Linked DNA regions of Sus scrofa: region 1 is linked to region 2. Evidence: chromatin contacts called from public promoter capture Hi-C data. All regions are on one chromosome and are shown on one strand. Each heading gives the region's core, a stretch centred on a gene start, on an enhancer-like site or on the middle of the called end of the contact. The rest is flanking DNA. Distances are from core to core; before and after follow the strand shown.

Region 1 (4,773 bases), core at 2,213-4,712, 690 kb after region 2:
GATCAGGGGGCTCAGAGGCAGGGAAGGGGAACCCGCCACCACCTAAGTGTGAGGACACACCTGGGTCCCCTTCGGTTCTGTCCTTGCTTGCTGAGGGCCCCCTGTTACAGACACCCACTGTCAGAATCAAGAAGCTCTGGGAGTTCCCATGGTGGTGCAGTGGAAACGAATCCGACTAGTAAACATGAGGTTGGGGGTTCAATCCCTGGCCTCGCTCAGTGGGTTAAGGTCTGGCCTGGCTGTGAGCTGTGGTGTAGGTCGCAGATGCAACTCAGATCCTGCATTGCTGTGGCTGTGGTGTACACCAGCAGCTGTAGCTCCGATTTTGACCCCTAGCCTGGGAACTTTGGGCAGTTTCCACTGTGGTGCAGTGGGCTAAGGACCTGTCGTAGGTCATAGGTGTGGCATGGATTCCATCCCTGGTCCAGGAACTTCTGTATGCTACAGGTGCAGCCATAAAATTAAAAAGGAGGAGGTTGGGGGGTGGGGGATGCGCTGGGGGTGTGGGATGGAAACCCTATAAAATTGGATTGTGATGATCATTGTACAACTATAAATGTAATAAATTCATTGAGTAATAAAACAAAACAAAACAAAACAAAAAAAAAAAGAAGGAGGAGGAGGAGGAAGAGAAGCAGCAGAAGCAGCTCTTTTGCAGAATGTACTCCTTCAGGATCCAGCGTGTACTCTGGACGAGTTGTGCACAGGGGCCCACCTCAACCCAACCATTGCTCCTGGACCAAGCTGTAGACCATGGCACAGGCTTGTGTCTGCCCAAAGGAAGGAAGGCTTTTTTTAAATCTGCACAGGATTTTATAATATTTTTTCCCCTTAATCTTCATATGGATTGACAATCCCCAAATAGGAAGCCAATGGCAAAATCCCACCTTCTGGGAGTTCCCATTATGGCGCAGTGGTTAACGAATCCGACTGGGAACCATGAGGTTGTGGGTTCGGTCCCTGCCCTTGCTCAGTGGGTTAACAATCCGGCGTTGCCATGAGCTGTGGTATAGGTTGCAGATGTAGCTCGGATCCCGCGTTGCTGTGGCTCTGGCGTAGGCCAGTGTCTACAGTTCGGATTGGACCCCTAGCCTGGGAACCTCCATATGCCGCGGGATCGGTCCAAAGAAATGGCAAAAGGACAAAAAAAAAAAAAAAAAAAAAATTTCCACTTTCCTTTGGAAGGGTGTTCCTCCCAGGATGTCCCTTTCTTCCAAGGAATCCCACCTAAGACAGAAAAGCTGACCTCACAGGCCCTTCTCTTTGCAAAGGAGTCCCTTGTGGGGCAGACTCTCTACAAGGCAGCTCCCTCCACCCACTCAGGACAGACACCTGAATGCCAGATCCAGGTCCGGGGGCAAACATCTCAGTGCCTATATCCAAGGACAGGTTTCGGGGCGAGCTCCAGGAAATACCATCATCCTTGCTCCACACCAACATGGTGGAGGCCACCCGGCAGCCAGCCTTGTGAGCACAGAGGGAGTAGAAAAGGAAGACCACGCCTGTCGTTGTATCGCTCACCACTGCCCCCAAGTTCAGACCATCTGGGGTCTCCCCATCATCCACAATGAAAGCTGTCGGAGACCATGTGCTGCCTAAAGGAAAAAGGGAAGAAACGCAGGGTGAACAAGCTGGAGGGGCTCTTTCCACTACTCCCTGAAATTTCCACCCCCTGCTAGGGATCCAAGGTCTCATGATGGTCCAGAGGGCCTACGAGTCCTGACCCTCCTTCTCTCTCTGACTGTATCTGTTCTACCCTTGCTCACTTCCTCCAGCCGCACAAACTCCTTCCCATTTCTCAAATACTTTCCTTTGCCTTATCTTGTTACACCTGCCTGGGGCATTTTTTCCTCAGGCTCATTTACCTCCTTTAAGTCTTTGCTCAAATGTCCTTTTTTGAAAATTGCAGTCAAACTCTTGACCCTCTCCATACCTCTTGCCCTGTTTTATTTTTATTTTTCTCCATTACACTTAATCACCTTCCAACACAAATATATTACTTATTATGCTTATTGTCTGCCTCCTCCCAATAGAATATAAGCCCTGCAAAGGCGAGGATTTTTGCTCTGTTTTGTTCATAACTGTAGTCACAGAACTTAGAACACTGCCAGGTATATAGTAAGTGCTCAATAAACATTTGGATGAATGTTCAACTCCTTGGAGATCCCAATGTCTGCATTACTGCCCTGGACACCTTCCCTTCTTAGGTTGCCTCTAGTCTTCAGGGACCCAGCAGCTCCAGGGCTCTACGGAAAATCAGGCTCCCCACCCATTCAACATCTTGCCACACAGGCTTTTTTTTTTTTTTTTAGGGCTGCCCCTGCGTGCGGCATATGGAAGTTGCCAGGCTAGGTGTCAAATTGGAGCTGCACCCACCGGCCTTTGCCACAGCAATGAGGGATCCAAGCCAGGTTTGCAACCAACACCACAGATCACAGCACCGTCAGATCCTTGAACCCACTGAGCAAGGCCAGGGACTGAACCCACATCCTCATGGTTACTAGTCGGGTTCATTACTGCTAAGCGGTGGTGGGAACTCCCAGGCATAGTTTTACCCTGGTCCATGGATCTCCGCAGAGCAATGAATTTAGCGCCTTTATCCGATGCTGACATTTTCCTGGCCTCAGCGAAGGCAAGGAGGGTGCCTCGAGGAGTGGTGGTGATGAGTGGGATGCGGAAGGTGTCCACAGAACCGATCTGTTTTCCGCTCACCCACAGCAGTTGCTCCATGGTCACCAGCGGGTGCACCTGTGAAGGGAGGAGTTCCGGTGAACTGAACAAATGTGACTTGGGCTTTAGGGTGAATGAATAGCAACTCAGACGCAGGTTCCCCTGGGAAAGGTAGGGTGGTAGGGACCCCAAGTGGGAGCAGGTTTCCCAGAACAAGGAAGGGGAACCCTGAGGAGAGTTTGTAGCGAAGCTGGAGTCTCTAGGCAGCGTAAGGGACTACGAGGGGAGAAGAAGCCCTCTGGGATAGGGAAACCTCAAAAGGGGAAGGAGCTCGAATGAGGAGCCTCAGAAGGAAAGAGGACGAGGAACCCAGAGAGGGGCAGGGATTGGGAAAGGAGAGGGGGCTTAGCAGCCTGCGTCCCGGGCGTACAACCTGACACAGACCGACCGCCTGCGTGGTTGGGGATGGGGCCATGCGAGGGTTAACTCACCAGACTGAAGTCGTTCTTTGCCCTGGCTCCGACTCCTGCCGGAGACAACAGCAGCAGGAAGATCGAGGCAAATACCTGGGCCCTATAGGCTTCCCCTAATCCCAGCATAGGCGGTCTCCCGGGTCTGCCCAGGGGCACTGCGCCGGGTCGCTCCGCAGTCATCTCTCCCCCGCGGCGGCCGCGACCCTGGCTCCACGATTAGACGCGGGCTTGAGTCGCTCAGTTGACCCCAGCCCTTTAAATGCTCAGATGTCACCCTCAAATCCACAGCAAGTCAGGGCCCCCAGCCGAGCTACCGCGACTTTAATTGGCCCTCGCGTAACTCCTCACGTGACCCTTCAGCACCTCCTCTCTACGTTGTCCAATGGGCCTTCTTTGAAGTCCCGGAGCGCGTGACCCGAACGGGAAGACTATTGGTTTGATTGAAGAAGGGGGCGGGCATAACTCCACAGATGCCTTTTGATTGGCCGTGATACTGGTGGGGGTGTAGGGGCGTCACAGGGGCAGGGCCCCTTTTAAAGAGCCAGGTGGGCGGGGGAGGGCAGCGTGTGGTCTTGGAGGAAATAAAAGTCCCAGAGTTTTTGAGAAAACACAATATCAATCTTTTAATCTTTTTACTACAAAATCGACATCTGGAAGGCGGGAATGAGGCTGGGAGGCTGTACAGGCGGGGTGCTGTTTTGGATCAGGGCTACGTCTCTCACTTCTTCCTCTTCTTGTCTCCCGAGGGCACCTCGTTCTTCTTGCCCAGAATCTTCAGAAGGGCTTTGGACATGTAGTAGGGCCGGTCCAGGGAGCCGTCGTTCCTCTCCAGGTCTTCCACTGAGGCGCGACATAGACCCATAAGAACGGAACGTTGGGGGCTAACCCCATTCCCGGGGGTGGAAATCAAGGACCAAGAGACAGCTGCCTGGTTTCCTGGCTGCATTCCCACCAGCTGTTTTTTGGGGCAATTTTTGTAAACTGCTAAATAGGTTATGTAAATAGGTCATCTGTAGAGTGGAGTCGATAATACTATGTTTCATAGAATGAAAGGGATTAACGGAAAAAAATACATGATACATGTCAGTTTCTTAGCGGAGAGCCTGGTACTTAAGATATCCCAAATGAATGCATACAGTAGGGTGAGAAAATCCTCACTCTCTACAGCCACCTGCTGGGGAGTCTGCTGTGGCTAACTTCATCCCTAGATCTATCTTTCTTTCTCTCTCTCTCTCTCTCTCTCTCTCTCTCTCTCTCTCTCTCTCTCTCTCTCTCTCTTTCTTTCTTTCCTTTCTTTCTTTCTCTCTTCTTTCTCTCTCTTTCTCTTTCTTTCTTTCATTCTCTCTCTCTCTTTCTTTCTCTCTTTCTTCTTTCTTTCTTCCTCCCCCCCCCCGCCCCCGCCACCCCGCATTCGTGGTATACAGAAGGGCTTAGGGCACAGCTTCGCAATGCCGGATCTTTAACCCAATGTACAGGGCCAGGGATGGAACCTGCCCTGCCGCAGAGACAGCACCAGATCCTTAGCTTGCTGTACCACAGCAGGAACTCTCTTCCCTAGATTTTCTGCAGGAAGATGCCAGAGGCCTCTCCCCTGGAATGCTCCTTCTTGGGAGAGCGCAGGAGACTAGGG
Region 2 (5,006 bases), core at 24-2,523:
CTGTTGTGGCTCAGGGGTAATGAGACCGACTAGTATCCATGAAAATTAGGCCTTGATCCCTGGCCTCACTCAGTGGGTTAAGCACCCAGCATTGCTGTGGCTGTGGTGTAGGCCGGCAGTGGTAGCTCTGATTCCACCCCTAGCCCGGGAACTTCCTTACGAAGCCCTAAAAAGCAAAAACAAACAAAAAAGACACGAGAGAGGGAAGGAGGAACGTAAGTGCTCGGATCCCCTGGCCACTGTCTCCTACAGGTTAGCTCAGTCCTTAACCCCCCACTCCCACCCCAGCATCCTTTACAGATCTTTCCGGGCCCTCAGGCCCACCTCCACAGTCATGTGGGCCATGATAGCCCTCTGGTGGCCCTCCAGCGTCTCCAGTGCGATGTGGGCAATCTCAGCCTCCGTCTTCCCCAGGAACATCTGGCAGGCAGCCGCCAACATCTCCTTGTTCTGGCCCTGGATTTTCACCTGTAGCCAAAATACGGTTAGGGATAACCTAAAGGTCTCATGAAGCCAGGGGGAAGCTGGGAGAAAAGTGGGGAGAAGTCAGGTGCCTTGGGAGTCACTGGAGAAGTGGAGACATTTCTCATCTGCAGAGGTTGGGAAAGCCACGGTCAGAAGAATCTTAACGTCTGGGGATAGAGAAAGTGACAGGGGAGTAGGCTTTGAGGGAAAGGCTCTGAAAGCCTCACCTGGGCAATGCCAGTGACTGAGATGGGGACCCCATGGCGAGTGTAAACCTTTTCACTCTTGACATTGAGAGTCAATGTGTTGAGAGAGATCCTAGGGAAAAAGAAGGAGTGAACAGTGTGAAAAGGAGGAAAGAGAGAAGACAAGGGTTCCCTTTCCTTAGTTCTCCTCTCACCTACCTCTGGATTTGCTGGATGCAGGGCAGGACAAAGACACGACCTCCAGCCACCATGACTGGGGGGCTCCGGCAGAAACCTGGAAGGTCGAGAGGCAGTGGGCTGTGGTGGCTGGTGGCCAAAGTAGAGCTGGAACGTGGAAGAGAGAACTGGGCAAGGGCGGGGGGGCATCCCCACGAGGAAATCCGGGAGCGGGCGGGGCAGGGGGCGGGGAGCCTGGGCCTTGGAAGGGTATCGCTTGCAGCCGTGAGGGGTGGTGTGGGCGGAAGGCTTGGCGCTGGGGAGCTGGTAGGGAGAGGAGGAAGGGGCCTCTGCAGGGACGGAGGGGGGTGCGGGTCACTAGATGAGATGAGAACAATACTTACCAGAGACCACCATGGCCTCGTTTGGGCCACAGGTGAAAAACATGGCTCAAGGTGGAGCTGGAGGAGGGGGATAGAAAGCCTTTGCAGATCGGAAGGGGCGCCGTGGAGTACACAGGAGTAAACCTCTTCCTTTTCCCTGGCAGTCCCGCCCAGTCTGTGGCCGCAGCGGCCCAGTCGCTTCCTCACCCATGGATCCGCTAAGGCTTTTTCCCTGTGCAATTTCGCAGATCCCCAGCGACTGCCTGCTCCCTGCCCCTTGCTGTCCCTGCCCCACCTTCAGAAATGACTGTTTCTCCCTTCTCCCAGCCCCTAAAGGCCCCCAGACCCTTGCACCACCCTCCCCGCTCCTCCGCAGCCCGACTCCATCTCCCCTCCCCCAACTACCTTCCTGGACGCAGGCGGCGGCCGGGCAGGGGTCCCTGGCAGGGCGGGGGCGCGCAAGGGACCCGTGCGCGAAGCAGGGGAAGCTCGCGCAAGGCCTTTCAAGAAGCGGGATCTGGCTTGGCGCCCGCGCCCCCTACCCGGCCACACCCTGTTGCTGCGGCAGACACGACCCCGCCCCCCGCAGCACCCCACCCGCCCCCGGCGCTCGGCCCGCCCCTTTCCCGGCAGGCCCTGCTCCGGCCCGCAGCTCGCAAGTTCCCCGCCCACCCCTGCGGCCGAGCGAGCCACGAGTGGGACTGGGAGCCCCGCCTCACGCCCCTCCCCACGCTCCGCCCCAGCGCGCGGGACGTGACCTTCGTGTGTCCCGCACCCCGGGGTGAGAGATTGACTCATCTCGGATTTGCCCCGCAGAAACTAACTGGGAATACCGCAGACTGGGCAACGAACGACAGCATCCGGTCACCGGATGCTGGGTTCCGAGCCTCGAGTCTCGGGGCGGGAGCCCAGGGCCCCCGGGAGGAGAGCCCTCTGGGGATGTGGTCGTGGCTCCTCCCGCCCGGCCCTGGAGCCTGAAGTCTATGAGGAGTGGGCATCACCGCTTGCAGAGACACTCACATGACTGTTGACAGTAAATCAAGTTTATTTGTGTTCACAGAACATACTGGGCGACCCCACAGCCGCCCTCTGACAGCCCACTCACCCCCGCAGCCACCCCTTGGGGGCAACTTCAAGGAGATCGAAGGCCAAGGACAATATTTCCACGGTCCCCCGAAGCCTCACATAGTAGAGCCGAGAGTTCAGATGCTGGAGGACCTAAAGTGTCACCCGCTAAACCTAGGACCCACCACCGTCTTCGATTCCCAGCCCGGACCCGAGTTTTCTCCATCCCTCTCCCACCCTCCCTCAGTTCTGGTGCTTGCCTCCACCAATCCCACAGAACTCAATAAATACCCAGAGATCTGCACTTGCAGCAGGGAGCACATCTCGCTCCGCAGCATAAGTTAAAATAAATATTAGGTGCCCCCCTCCATCACCTAGGGGGACATACATAAATACATATAAATATTATTAGGAGCAATGAGAAATAAATTAACAACAGTCTTCCTCCCCATCCGGCCCAGCCCCAGCGTGTCGGTGCCTGTCTCTCCCAGGCTCCCAGGGCGGGCGTCTCCGCTGTAGTGTTCTGAGTGTGAGTTGCCTCAGGAGTCCCAGTTTGGGATACGCTCTTGCGCACCAGGTACACCCGGTGTTTCCTTGTGTTTTCAGATTCTTTTGGGGGTGTGGGCAGTCAGGGTTAGAAAGCGGCTGGGTGTTGCTGGAGAAAAGTGCTGAGGTCCAAAGCGTAGTCCGAGGGCTCCGAGGTCAGATTAAGGGCTCAAGAACTGGGGGCGCAGCGGTGGGCGCGGGGGATGGGGCGCTGGGGGTGTCTTCAGGGGCCAGGGGTGCCGACACACCCTCTTCAGCCATCAGGATCTGACAGAAGACGATGGTAAGCAGGAGAAAGAGTAGCTTTTTGGCAGGGTTCGGATCCTCGACTGGCAGCTGGCGCCGGACCTGAGGGGAGATGACAAAAGGGGGTTAGGTCAGGGCCCCGGCATCCAGTGGTTTACCCTGCTCTTCCCCCGGGCTGTCCGCTTCGCCGACACTCACCACTCGTGGGTAGAGGACCCGACGGCTGCGCTTTCGGAGCCCGCGGGAGGCGCTGGGGCGCGCGGCGGGGGCCACCGCGGGCTCCGGGAGAGGATCGAAGGTGAATATCTCGGGACCAGAGCCTCGCCGGGGCACCGGGCTGGTGGAGGGGGCCGGGGTCGGGGCCCGCAGGATGGTCATGGTAGGGAGAGAGCTGCGAGAGTGACACATTGTGCGCCGAGCTGAACAGAAGGACGACTGGCCCCACAGCCCCGCCGCGCCAGTTATGTACTCGAGCATGGGCGGGCCCTTACTCAACTCCACCCGCGGCTGAGAGCGGTTGGCCGGGCGGCTGGAAATTCCGACGGTTAAGCAAAGGGAGGGGGTGGAGAGTTGGCCAGGGTCAAGGAAGGCCTCAAGTGTGTGTTGTGAGTTGTGAGTGGAGGCGGGTGAAATCCCGGGCTGTGGACACATGTGGGGACATGTAGCAGCTGGAGAGGTGCCCACAGACTGTTTGAGATGGTTCAGCCACAAGCCCCATCTCTGGGGAGGCAGGAAGGCTTAAATAAGGAAGTCTGGCCATTCTGCTACAATATTGACCCAACAAAAGAACCACAGTTACACATGCACATTCACACGTCTGTGGGGATTAAGAGGCAAGTCACTACAGAAATAGCCAAAAAGCCTAAGGGAAACCAATACACTGGCACACACACACCACACTGCAGAGGCAGAAAAATTTCTCCTTTGGCTGGTCTAATAATTAAATTGACATAGGATAGATTAACAAGAGAAAACAAATTTAATTGCATGCTTACAGGAGCCCATGAAGACTTGAGATTCAAAGGCAGTCATTCAGTTGAGGTTTATAAACCATCCAGAGCTAAGGAATGAGATAGGGACCTGGGGCTTGAAGGGGAGGTAGGTAATTCACAGGAGGATGTTTGCTAATTAGATGTTTGCCCTGCCAAGCAGGTAAATCTTGCAGATGAAAGCTATCTCTCCCTGGGTCAGGCCCCCTACTTAAGTTATTTAGGCAGTTAAGGGAGAGGTAAAAAGCTTTTCCAGAGTCTGTTGATCTTGATTGCCTTCTGCTCAAAATAATCCGCATGCTCCAAAGAGGCACATTTTGGGGTGACATATTCTGCTACCCTTCAATATACACACAACACACACACGCATACACAGAACAAAGGTGCAGACACCACACAGGGGCAACCCAGCAATGTGCACAAATGTTCATACATGGCTGGAGCAGAGGACACAAAATACAAAGGCAAGAAGTTAGTAGCCACCCGGATTTAAGTTTATGTGAGGAACATTTAAACTGCGAGACATTTTGCAAATGTGGTAATGACAATAACTCGAGAACTGACACATTTTCTTTAACTGCCTTAGAAATAGCTGTTCACGGACACAGAATATAACATCTTTTGAGCATTCATGGAGCCAGGCTTCCTGTTAAATGGTACTGTTGAGTACCAAGGGGAGTTTCCTCATGTGTGCTGGGGAGCCGGGCATGCCAGATGCCAGGAGAACTACTGTTCATGTCTGTCTAATCAATCAGGCGAGGCTTCAGGGAATAATGGCATTTGAAAGGACCTTGAACAGTGGGGGGGATACCACAGAGTCAGATGTGGAAGATGACTGAGAAAGAGAATGGAATCAGCAAAGGCCTTGAGCGGAAAAGTACAGGATGTGTTTGGGGAATCATAAGAAAAACAATCTCATGGTGAGTTTCCAGTAAAGGAATAGTGGTAAA

What was found. Promoter capture Hi-C pulls out the DNA fragments that hold promoters and counts their contacts.
Region 1: a contact with region 2 is called in a promoter capture Hi-C map of liver, with 4 times the contacts expected there. The contact joins the promoter of NEU1 here to the promoter of FLOT1 in region 2. A contact is called at or near these places in 1 of 5 promoter capture datasets (liver) and 1 of 47 Hi-C or Micro-C datasets (heart right ventricle).

What each region holds. Positions count from the first base shown.
Region 1 is chr7:23,955,197-23,959,969 of Sscrofa11.1, forward strand. It overlaps NEU1 (neuraminidase 1), which reads right to left and starts at 3,463. Exons shown (of 6, transcript NM_001101822.1): 1 at 3,162-3,463; 2 at 2,556-2,748; 3 at 1,333-1,595. The coding sequence starts at 3,323. SLC44A4 (solute carrier family 44 member 4) reads right to left here. Exons shown (of 21, transcript NM_001101818.1): 21 at 3,739-3,983. The coding sequence ends at 3,862.
Region 2 is chr7:23,263,325-23,268,330 of Sscrofa11.1, forward strand. It overlaps FLOT1 (flotillin 1), which reads right to left and starts at 1,274. Exons shown (of 12, transcript NM_001128483.1): 1 at 1,232-1,274; 2 at 870-945; 3 at 693-783; 4 at 325-468. The coding sequence starts at 1,274. It overlaps IER3 (radiation-inducible immediate-early gene IEX-1), which reads right to left and starts at 3,581. Exons shown (of 2, transcript XM_001927551.4): 1 at 3,266-3,581; 2 at 2,236-3,169. The coding sequence starts at 3,544. The coding sequence ends at 2,978.